Regions from separate parts of the Xenopus tropicalis genome. Here region 1 is linked to region 2. A link is a contact called in public Hi-C data. All regions are on one chromosome and are shown on one strand. The core of a region is the stretch at or near the end of the contact, and the rest is flanking DNA. Distances in the headings are between cores, read along the strand shown.

Region 1 (6,001 bases), core at 1,520-4,019, 130 kb after region 2:
ATTTTCAAGTGATCAGGTCACCCTATTTTATAATCAAATTATTTATAAAATAAGTAAGTTTTAATAAATAATAAATCAGTTTTCAATAATGCATTTGCATACAATGTATAATATTTATGTTATTTCAGCATGAACTGTGTGGTGCATTAAATAATATAGACAGACTGAAGGGCTGCTATAGGACCTCATGAAGTTTTAGAAATTTTTGAATTTATGGATTCTGGAAAATTGCATCCCATTTAGTTTCATTGCAACATTTGCATTTTAACATGAAATGGTCTATATGCAATATTTAAAGTAAAAGATTTTTTAGATGTAAGCTGTTTTGGACAGGGCCCTCTTTAAGTCTCGTATCAATTATTGGTTTTTTTTGTATGTAATATGTTTTTTCAATGTATACACCTAATTTTGTACATATTAATAATTACACCAATTAAATAGAAATTGAGTTGAATGTAATGCAATGCTTCTTCAATATGAACAGTAAAGCAACCCAAGTTCTGGCATGACACACCTCCTTCTGAAGCCCAGTAATACTGAACAATTGATACAACTATTAGGTCTACCTCCTTTCTCTGTTCCAGCGAAAAATGCTCCAGTATCCAAAAAGCATGACCCCAGCACCCAGAGCAAACATCGAGTACCCTGCAGAGAACCAAAAATGACAGTTATACTACAGGTCAGGAGTTTTCACAATAAGCATTTGTAATCCCCAACAACAGATATATATATATATATATATATATATATATATATATATAGTTTGACGTGTTTCCATCAATAAATTTTTTCTTTATTTCTACTAAGTCCTGTGAGTGCGGCATCTAATTTGGACTGTGCTATATTATATATATATATATATATATATATATATATATATACTATACTGAATAGAAACATGGTGACTGTTTCTATTTCATACATGAGGTTAATGCAATTATGACCAGATCTTATAAATCAGATCACTATCATCATTTTATAGCACACATATCTGTCTAATGCAAAATACTGACTCTAAAGCTGGCCATACACACACCGGTGATATCGTATGAAACCTCTTTTCGCAGGATATTCGGTGCATGTACGGCAGATCGACGAGATGACCGATATCGTCATCAGATATCGGTCATCTCATTGATCAGCCAGGTTAAAAGATTTTGATCTGGCGCCATTGAAGGTGGGCAAACAAAATCCACGTCAGGGCTGAATAGGAGGTACAGTTCCTATTGTTTCTACCTCCACATCTTATGATTCAGCCCTGAATGTCAGTGGGGGAAACGAACAATCTTCTCTGCGACCGATACTACGTGTATGGCCACCTTAAGGCTAAGCACTGCAAATCAGCTAAATTGTGCAAGCATGGTGGCATGCCATGGGAGGGCAACACAATTAGTACACAGAAAATAGGGGTTATTTACTATGAACAAGGACAGGAGTGAAAGAGCACGAAGGGCAAGGGCACACTGAGTGGATCACTCGCTCTAGTCAGCCTGCGTTTTGTATGCAGATCGACTGTCTTCAGTTTTTTAGATCCATTGACAGGTATAGCGTTGGCCTGTATGGGGCTACACTTAGCGGATATCAATGTGGAAATTCAAAATGTATGCATTCTTCCCTCCAAAATCCACTCAGTGTAGCTCCACACAGGCTGACACCATGCCTGTAATTGGGGCTACACGAAAGACCAGATGACAGCAGCTTCTCTCTGCCTATATGCAAAATGCAGAAAGAAAAAGATATGGATGATCCAGCCCTAAGAGGTGCAAGAACCTACCTGACTACCTCCTGAATACAGTAGGTGCTCTTAGCAATGTCACACGATTGTGCCTGTTTAGTGCACTTTACTCCCTGCTCATCATAATGGCCCCTTATGTTACTTATATAGGCTACCAAATAGCCAATAACAGCCTTAATTTGGCACCCCAGGAACTGTTTATGCTTGTGTTGCTCCCCAACTCTTGACATTTGAAAGTGTCTCACAGGTAAAAAGGTTGGGTACCCCTGTTATGTAACAAAAAGTGAAATGTTTGATACAGTTCTAGTCACCTTTGGCAAACAATTAACAGGCAATATTTACTGATCACCTGTTTAAAAGCAATCATCATGTTGGTTGCTATGAGATTCTGCACCTGGGAAAGGCTGTGCTTTTATTACATATGGGGGCAAAAGCCATAGGGCCCTTTGCATAGCACTGATTAAAGATAAAGTTGCAAACCTCAAAACTTTATGTATGGCACAGAACAGAAATACTCTTTCTAGGTGTTTAGCATGGAAATAAAAATGTCATCGGGGGAAGCTCAGGCATGTGGCCCTACAAGTACTGAAAGCTGTAGATCACCAACAGTTAGGTTAGACATCACCGAGTGCATACTAAAAACAAAATGTAACAAGTGTTACTAAAAAAATGTTACAATTGTTACGATAACAGATATAATACCCATTAAAGGCCCCCCTAAAATACTGGTAAACCAGGTGCAAATCCCTTCTCCGCCCTAAGCATTATGTTCATAGATTATACAATACAACTGTCAATGACATCCTGACAACACTAATGTTGCGATTGTTTTTATCAAGAGAATGTGGCCGGCAGTTAATCCTGCCCTGCCATTTTGATTCCTGCATTTCATGCTTCGCGTTCTCTCCGCAATCTCACCGCTCAGTCCTCGGCGGGGTAAATTCCTCTTGTAATCCACAGGACCATAGCCCCCAGGAGGTGGCAAGTCCTGCTTCACCTTGGACGCCGCCATCTTTAGTTAAGCCCCTGTCGAAGTCCTCTGACCACTAGTGATGACATAAATCCACATCCCCTTTGAGCTTAGGCGCCATCTTACTTAATGGCAAACAAGGGGTACTCTGAAATGCGACTTTATTGTGGTGGTAGAAAAGCATTTTCGTGACGTCATATTTTTTGCGGTAAATTGTAGTGTTAGTTGACACATTTGGATTAAATTTTCTTATTAAAGGAATACTGACTATGAAAATCCATAGGAATGTTCGGTGTTACTAAATGGTTGCAGCATGAAAAGCTTTATAATTAAAACTCCCCCACAGCCCACCCCCTAGGCCAGTGGTACCTGCTCCCCTTGAAGGGGGCCCAGAGCAGAAAGAACCTTGCTCTTTTCTTGTATCACACTAGGTGGGGGCATCAAATCCTTCCATAGGCTAATTACAAATGGAAACAGTACTTTGAAAGCCTATGGAAGGATTGTGCCACCCCCAACCCAGCATGATGGACAACAACTGCATAGTCTCCTTTCGCTGTGTTGAAGTATCAATTGGGTAAGTACTACTCAGCTTGGGGTGTCTTTTGGGGACTTTTCACTAGCTAGAATTTTAAATTGCAACTGTTAGTAGTAATACTGACAAATTTCTATGGATTTTTATAGGAACATGTCAGTGTCACTTTAAAAATAGGAACAGAATTGAGGTGCAGTACCAGAAAAAGTCAGTAGATGGCACATGGCAGCAGTTTTATACCTGTTTTTTTTATAAGTAGTGGCTTTCTTTACCGTAGAGGGATAAGCAGATATGATGCTTCAGAATCTCTGACCCATTGCATACCACCATGATTTTCTCTTACTCATGTAATGTGTTTGCCAGTACCCACTATAGCTTGTGCAGATGATATACTTTGAGCACTGGTTCCTTTCTTCCAGAACCCATTGCCAGTTCCATTATATCTTATAGCTTGCAGTGTCAGTGTATATTTTCTCTAATGGTATTAAATATTCATAGGGTTGTAGTATCCACTTCTCTACACTGATTTTACCTGGGGTGCCAGTATACACTGCCTCAGGCTGTATGCAGTGTAATTCCCACTGTCTTTTACTATATCTAAGATAAGTGGTATATATAATGTGAAGATATATAGCGTACCAGTGTCCCTTGTCTCAGATTGTATCTAAGGTGCTTGGTACCAACTTTTATTATGTACTGTACCTGGGAGGCAGTGCTCACTACGTTACATAATGTTATAATGTACTAGGGTGTCAGTGGTTACAGCCTCCCACTATGTATAATTTATATGGGATGTCAAAAAAACACTGTCTCTCACTACCTAATATACTTTGGTGTGCCAGGACCCACTGCCTATACCTGCAAAAAATTTGCCCACAGAATTTTTTTTTTTAAAAAACTGTGTGCTCACAAACTGTGAAGAATTAAAGCAAAATTTAGCATTTTTACAAAATGTTTGTGCACAGTACTAGCGGCGAGTCGATGCGGTCCCTGAACCGACTGCGCCTATTACTGGCGTTCTAATTCGATTGTTTGGCCCCAGGGCCAAACGACTGAATTAGCCCAAATTCACCCAATATCGCCCACCCGTAGGTGGGGATATCGGGACCTCACCAAGCAAGCGGATCTGAACGTGTATGGCTACCTATAGGCTAATGTCAGACCAGGCGTATGGCGTATATTTTCGGGAAGCTGAAAAACACTAGCTGAAAATACCACCATACACCTCCTACCTGTGCCTGCACCCGAATGAATGGAATATGCTCAGGTGCAGGCACTTAGCCGAAATATGCATAAAAACGCAAGACTTTGCATTCTCTTGTGTTTTTATGCAGATATCAGCTACATGTGCCTGCACCTGAGCGTATTCCATTCATTCGGGTGCAGGCACAGGTAGGAGGCATATGGCGGTATTTTTGTCAAACGTTTTTCAGCTTGCTGAAAATATACACCATACGCCTGGTCTGACATTAGCCTTAGAGATTTCCAGGAAACGATCTGTGGTAGGTAGCAGGTATTCAGAATATGCCATAGCCTAAAGATACCAGATCACCTAAAAATTTAGGGACACATCCAATAAATGCATGTAGCAGGGCAGCACTGATAGCAGTTAGAATTAATTGCGATCATTACAGCCCTTCAAGCTAAAATTTCTAGGTGTTTCCCTTAATTTTACAGTGATTTGTTAACCCTATTATAGCCCTATGGAGTTAATACAGATTTGCTTTCATAACAGCAACGCTGTTTACCAGATACAATGCAAACACATTTGAATTTGGTTTATTTAGCTATCCATCTTAATTTGTTAATGCAATTTAAAATATAGTTATTCAGGTGCTAATGATTGTGAATGCGGCGTTACATAGTTGAGTACTTTCACTTAATTAGTGTAGCATTCCATGTTTATTCTTACTAGAATATCGGGGAAAGACATATGGAGAGTTCTTCTTTAATCTCTCACTCCTCCTTCACTTCCTGGTGAACTCATTAACACCTAGTTAACTGCATTATTTGCCTTATTTAGGGAGAAAGTGTGTTTTAGATGGCCAAGTGCAACAAGAAGAGTGTTTACACACAGTAGGCTGGTGTGTTATTAAGTAAAGGTTGCAACTGTCCCATTTGTTTTGACATTACATGTGAAATGTGACCATGTGGTTCTAACACACATGCATTTCACTATAGAAATAAACACAGCCCATTCTTTCCAATCACTCTGTACTCATTGAGTCACAGGCTAGCGACAAACACAATGGAACACATCGAGTTCCACATTTATTTGAAGGGCTAAGAAACACACTTGTCTGACCGTAGAATAAATTAACCTTGCCTAAAAACTAGCTGTCAAGGTTTTAAATGCAGAGCCGTAAGAGATAAGGTTTAGCTATTTTACAACATGTATGACTAGGGAAACAGTGCCTGAAATATACACAGGACTCGCCTCAGTGGAGGAGTGGCAGGAGTGTGTATAACAGGATACTTCTGCATCAGGAATCAGAGTGGTCAGAAATCAAAGGCAAGGTCAGCATTAGAATAGCCAATTGAAATAGCAGGCTTAGAACGTTTGCCAAGTTTGTGGCGCAGAACACTTTGCAAGGAAGTGCAGGCCTTTAAAGGCATTCCTTTAGGTGTTTTGCACATGCTTCAGGACATGCTCTGGAACGTGTTCGATCATGCATGCACATCAAAACATGCACAATGTGTAAAAAAGTTTTGTACATCCATGATAGACCTTACACCTCTGTGCAAGCATCCAGATGGCAGAGAA
Region 2 (6,716 bases), core at 148-2,647:
CCTCAACCCATCTAGTAATACTGACAAATTTGTAATGATTTTCATAGGAATGTTTCAGTATTGCTTTAAATATAAAATCCAATATGTTTAGTCCTTTTTGATCCAATGAATCTATAGCCTGTAACAGTCTGCCAACTGAATGTTGTCCATGTAAAAGCTAATTAAAGGAAAACTATACCCCCAAACAATGTAGGTCTCTATAAAAATATATTGCATAAACCAGTTCATGTGTAAAACCCTGCTTCATGTAAATAAACACATAATCACAGTGCACACAAACAAGCCAAGCCACACATACATGCTAGGCCACATCAGACAATTAATGGACAGAGTTCTGTCTTTTGCTTCAACATGTCTTCCTGTTACAGTTAGAGCTGCATTATTTCTGGACTTGTGATCTCTGAGTGAGCACACAGCCCATCACTAAATGGTGGATCAAAAGAAAGGATATAAATGCACAATATTTACTCACCAGTTAGGCAAGATTCTTTAATAGGTCACAACAAAATGTAATCTATCTGTTGGTTAACTATTTATTGAGGGGTATAGTTGTCCTTCAACTATTTGACTGCTGGCAGAACATGTGTTTAAATTAATAGTTTTACTGCTGGAGTGCTTTGTAAATTGGTGAAAATGAATCCTTTGACCTATGTGAAACAGGTTGTGGACAATATATGACAGGTTGTGGCTTTGTTGGGTTGGTGGTAGTGTTCTTGGGATACCCGGGCTAGTTTGGGGGTGTGATTGTGCTAGTTTCTATGCTGTGTGCAAGGTGAGCAAGAGACTAAATAGTCTAACCCTTTATATCTCCAGCTAAACCTGCGCCTGAGGTGGTGCATGCAAGTGGGCATGTTATGTCATAACTAGGGGTGGTCAGGAAGTATGTTACCCATCCACTCTCACAAATTAACCTATAAACCCCTGTAAAAAAAAAAAAAAAAACTATTAACCCTTTCATTAATAAAACTTTTTATTATCCTGCCACTGCAGGTTTACACTCCCTAATCTGCCCCAGCAAAATGAACTCTTGCATTTCACATTAACTCTCTCCTTAGCAGTCTTATCTACTTACGAACTGGTTCAGTCTATACAAGCATACACAGAGTCGGAGAGTGCGCCTGGTGCTTACAGTTCCTTCAGCAGCTAAGTGACACAGGTGTGGGGACAGATCCTAGTGCCCTCGGTGCGAGGAAAAGGAATTATGGGAGCTCAGACATATTAGTAACGGAACGTTTTACCTTGTGTTTTAGAAAGTAACGAATTAATCCGCGCAAATACTCACAGTATTGGCTTACTATTTGAGCCAATAGGGTGAGGATATGAGCTGACCAATCAGACACTTCCTACATAGAATCACATGAGGTGTGACGGTTCAGTGCCTACTTTCGTTTGTACAGCAGTTAATTCATCCACAGCCATGGCATCGAACGGCGGTTCTACCTATTTTCAGCGGGCAAGCCTGTTCTGGATGGTTGTCATTGCTCTGTCCATGGGATTCTTCGCGGTAAGATGAGAACAAAGCGATATTGAGGGTTGGGCGAATGATGAAGTTGAGCGCACGGAGCGGGTCCTGTTATTGACATGTCCGGGCTGTCAAGCTCAGCTGTTTTTGAATCTGTCAGACGTTATAATGTCGCAGTGCAATAGGCGCTCGGTGTTTGTAACCTTTTGGTGCACCTAAGAGCCCCCTGTATAATCGCACCGCACTGTGGGGAGAGTGTTGCTCTGGGTTATCATACAATGCTGCGCCAGTACTGCACATAAACGTACACATTTTGAAAAAACTAAGTTGGTGCAAATTGTGTTGCACCGCTTTGAGACTACATTTGAGTCTTTATACTGTATAGTTTTACTGTTAATCCAGCAGTTGAATGATATGCACATGCATAGACGTGCCCTGACATCTTGCTTTCTGTTATTTCAGTGGACAGTTTTCTGGCCTGCAACAGTTCCTTATAAGATCTTGGGTCCGTTAGGATCCTTTGCAGCATACATGGTGAAAAACCACCCCACACTCCTGTATTATGGGTAAGTTAATGGAAAGGCTGTCCACATGTTTGTACACCATTTTATATACACGTTAATAGTAATGTTGATTTTTAGCTTCATTTGCAATATTCAGTAAATGCTGTTTAGGTCCAGGGGTGGATTATAATAGGGACAATAAAGGCAGCTGCCTAGGGCCCATTGCTCAAGGGGTACCAAAGAACCACCCTCACCTCTATTCTATAAATGGTACAGCAGCTGCACTGGGCTCTGGTATCATTTTGGGGCTTATTGCATTTCAAATGTTGGGATTTACAGGTACAAAGTAGCTCATTAGTGATCCAAGGTGCAGAGATTGAAAACGTCTGCTCTTTTACATACAGGCATATAGTGGGTAGTGTTTCTTCAGAGATGATTTAAAGGGGGGGGGGGTGTTAAGGGCATTGTAATATGTAATTTTTAAGTATGTTGAGAAAGTTCTAAAGGCTTGATAGGACAAAAAGAAAAACCACACACTTGACATGAATGAGTAACTACAGATATTTCCCTTATGTATGTAACTTTAGACTTTGCTCTCTACTGAAAACAAACTCATGTAGATCATCTCAGAATTTTTTACTCTCTTCTTTGTGTCACAGGCCTTTATGTTTTCTGTTGTAGTTCTAAATATGTTTTTTCCATCAATGTTTACTGAAACATTACCAGAACTGAGGTTATTCTTCTTTCTATATATGTGTGTGTATATAAATATGTTATATAGATGTCATATAAATAAGCTATGTGCAGCAGTTTGATGGCAGCCATTCAGGGTCCTGTAGGGCCTTTCTGTAGCACATTGAATGTTATTTTCAATACAATATATTGGTACTTATTTTTTTTATACATGGGAGTCAAATGTAATTTGTTGCTTCCTAATCACATTTGGGGTAAAAACCTTGGCTAAGCTGGCCACATACATACCAACGAAACATTTTTGTATGTATATACTGGCTGGACATATATATCTATATTTTGAGCTGCCAGCCTGAACAAATTTCACAGTAGAAAGGTGGCCATACTATGTTTGGCCCTTAGTAGAGTTTATGTCTGTTTGGGGGATCATTGTATGTGTAGTGGATCATTGTATGTGTAGTCACCTTTACACAGAATGATATGGTTGTTTCTAAGAAATATTTATTTAGTGTTGCTTATATAAATAAATAATCATTAGTTGCACCTTTATAATGTAACATTTTGTGTTACCTGTCTATTTATTAATATGAGTGAAAGCTGCCTTTTTTTATCTGCTGCTATAAAATGGATCCAGTGCAAAAGTGTTCCAGTGCACAGATTTTCATGAAAAAAAAATGTTCTATTTATTCAAACAGGTTTTGGGGGGCATGGATAGTGCACCTTCTGGAAGCTGTATATAGTGCCTGGCTTTGCAGGTTGGTATATCTTCATATTTCTTATAATACAGCAAAATATATATATAAAATAAGCTCATCTGTTTCATCTAAATAAACCATTTTCATAGAAATACACCTTTTTAGTAGTATGTGCTATTGGGTACTCCTAAATAGAAAATTTGCCATTTTGAGAATTAAGGGCCAACTCCAGGGATCATAGGATTCATAGTGCACACAAACAAGCCAAGGCACACCAACATGCTAGGCCACATCAGCCAATGATTGGACAGAGGTCTGTCTTTTTCTTTCACACTTCTTCCTGTTACAGTTACAGAACTGCTCCTTTAATGTAGAAATATAAATACACAACACAATGATAGGTGATATTATTCCATTCTTATGCCACAGTCCTGTTATTCATTGGAACCCAGGTTCATATCATATAGGTACTTTTCTCTGTGTACCCTTCCTGCACATAATAGCATAAAGGCTACAGAACCTGTTATTGGTATTTTCACGCAGCAGGGAAACAAATAATACAGACTTGGTTCATGTCAAATGCAGGAAAAATTTTTAATTTGCAGTGGAAAACAGTGGCTCTGGGGTCTCAAAAGCAGTTATGACCAATAGATCTCTGCTTCCGCGGTGACTAATCTTTCAGAAATGCCTTTCCATTGGCAACTAAGGGAATCTCCAGTGAAAAGGACAGTATGTTGCTCTGTAGTCGTGCAAAGTTTACTCAATCTTTATAACTTCAGTTTTCTTCTTCTCTCCCTATTAGATAGACGTCTGATCTAGGCAACCATAGAAATAGTCATGGCTGTAGAGCAGGGGTCCCCAACCTTTCTTACTTGTGAGCCACAGTCAAATGTAAAAAGACTTGGAGAGCAACACAAGCATCATTAAAGTGCATGGAGGTGCCAAATAAGGGCTAAGATTGGCAGCCTCTATGCACACTATCAGCTTACAGGGGGCTTTATTTGGTAGTAATTCTTGTTTTTATTCAACCAAAACTTGCCCCCAAGTCAGGAATTCAGAAATAACTACCTGGTTTGGGGGCACTGAGAGCAACATCCAAGGGGTTGGTGAGCAACATGTTGCCCCCGAGCCACTGGTTGGGGACCACTGCTATAGAGCTAAGAATAACTCTAAACTATAGAAAAAAGATGTAAAAATAAAGCATTCATTTATCTAATCCCCAATACCTTCTCTTTTTCTCTTATAGGTCCCTCTTTATACTCAAGCATATAAAATAAATATTCTGATAAAGATCATTTAAAGAGCAAGGGAAAAAGTAAATTGCATGCTGGTATCACTGTACATACTGGTTATAATTTTTTGTATGTATTCTTTTCCCTCTCTTCCAGATCTAAAGGAATTACAGAGACCAGTGTGCAAGCCCTTTGGGTCGTACAGACTTTTTTCTTTGGAATATCATCTCTCTCACTGCTTCTTGCATACAATCCTGGGTTAACAAAGAAAATGAGATAGAAATCTGAGCATAGCAAGGGGACATAATATTAAGCAGTACACCAAACTGAAAATTCCCTGTGCAGCAAGATGAATACTGTGGTTAGCAACTGACCATGTGTTATGTGCCTTTCAATTTCCAATGTCCCCTATTCACACTACTGAAATAAAGCAAAAGATGAGCATATTGACTGAGATAGGTTTATTTTATTGTATGTGTTTTATCTGATGAAAATGGAAGTGTTCCTTAATAATCTGCCTAATATCCTGTTATTTCACATTTTATTATTTTAATGCTTAAGGCACAGTATGTTGTAAATACAGCTCTAAATTTACTTTAATAGCAAAAATGAAAAGTTAATTCTAGTGTCACTTAATGGAAAAAAGAAACTTTCTAGATATATTAATTGTAGTGAAGTTTTACTTGATTATTTCAGGAACAGTAGAGAAATTTCAAATTAATTATATTTATACAGTTTCTTATTTCTGTGACATAAAGCTTATGTTAAATGTTAGTTTTCATGATAGTTCCCCTAAAATTTTTTATAAATATGTTTGAAATAGTTATTCATCTACTGTGAATGAGCCCTTCCTTATCTAGCTGGAACTCTACCTCCTTTTATAAAACTGAGCTTTCTTTCTCACATTCTTACTGGTGCAACAAAGGTTAAAGGAGTGTGTTGCACTTTTATTGTGGGTTAATGTGTGGTTTTTTAAGTGCACCCTTTTTTAGGTAGGACAAGCTAATTATTAATTATAGGTTAATTTGGGTAAGGGTTGTTTACTTTTAAATGTGAGCATGTGCTATTGGGTGTCATGGGTGTGTTCTTTGTTTTTCTAACAGAATGTATTAAGATCTCTTGCCTCAGAGCTTGAGACTTGCAGAGGCACGTTATACTTGCAATCTGTTTTTTATATTCCGAGGTTATAAATTCTTGTTTTGTACTATAATCTTGCTCACTTGTCCATTGTTTGAATAAGTGATCAACAATTGTGTACTGAATAAACGTTTTCTGCTGAGATGTCCAGTTTCTTTGTAACCTGATCATAAAGAGCAATCAAATTCATCTGACATGACCTGTCCTTCATGAAGCCATGCTAATTACTGCTAATAATGTAATTCTCCATAGCATAGTTTTTGTATGTGACCCCTTAACAAGCCTAAAAATAACTTGCCCAGCACGGATGTCAAGCTTACTGGCCTATAATTGCCAGGCTGAGATTGTAATTCCTTTATAAATATAATGACGTCAGGTACCATACAAGATGAAAGCAAGTACAGGTCCTTCTCAAAAAATTAGCATATTGTGATAAAGTTCATTATTTTCTGTAATGTACTGATAAACATTAGACTTTCATATATTTTAGATTCATTACACACAACTGAAGTAGTTCAAGCCTTTTATTGTTTTAATATTGATGATTGTGGCATACAGCTCATGAAAACCCAAAATTCCTATCTCAAAAAATTAGCATATCATGAAAAGGTTCTCTAAACGAGCTATTAACCTAATCATCTGAATCAACCAATTAACTCTAAACACCTGCAAAAGATTCCTGAGGCCTGGTTCATTACTCAAAAATCATGGGTAAGACTGCCGACCTGACTGCTGTCCAGAAGGCCATCATTGACACCCTCAAGCAAGAGGGTAAGACACAGTAAGAAATTTCTGAACGAATAGGCTGTTCCCAGAGTGCTGTATCAAGGCACCTCTGTGGGAAGGAAAAAGTGTGGCAGAAAACGCTGTACGAGAAGAGGTGACCGGGCCCTGAGGAACATTGTGGAGAAGGACCGATTCCAGACCTTGAGGGACCTGCGGAAGCAGTGGATTGAGTCTGGAGTAGAAACATCCGGAGCCACCGTGTACAGGC

The links. A called contact is a pair of places that touch in the nucleus more often than the background predicts.
Region 1: a contact with region 2 is called in a Hi-C map of tailbud embryo, with 2.1 times the contacts expected there. The contact joins the promoter of ndufa13 here to the promoter of tmem254 in region 2.

What each region holds. Positions count from the first base shown.
Region 1 is chr7:53,116,976-53,122,976 of UCB_Xtro_10.0, forward strand. ndufa13 (NADH:ubiquinone oxidoreductase subunit A13) reads right to left here and starts at 2,770. Exons shown (of 5, transcript NM_203569.1): 1 at 2,654-2,770; 2 at 567-645. The coding sequence starts at 2,747.
Region 2 is chr7:52,984,301-52,991,016 of UCB_Xtro_10.0, forward strand. It overlaps tmem254 (transmembrane protein 254), which reads left to right and starts at 1,398. Exons shown (of 4, transcript NM_001011433.1): 1 at 1,398-1,504; 2 at 1,925-2,028; 3 at 3,354-3,413; 4 at 4,742-5,864. The coding sequence starts at 1,418. The coding sequence ends at 4,865. gprin2 (G protein-regulated inducer of neurite outgrowth 2) reads right to left here and starts at 1,223. Exons shown (of 2, transcript XM_012966865.3): 1 at 1,130-1,223.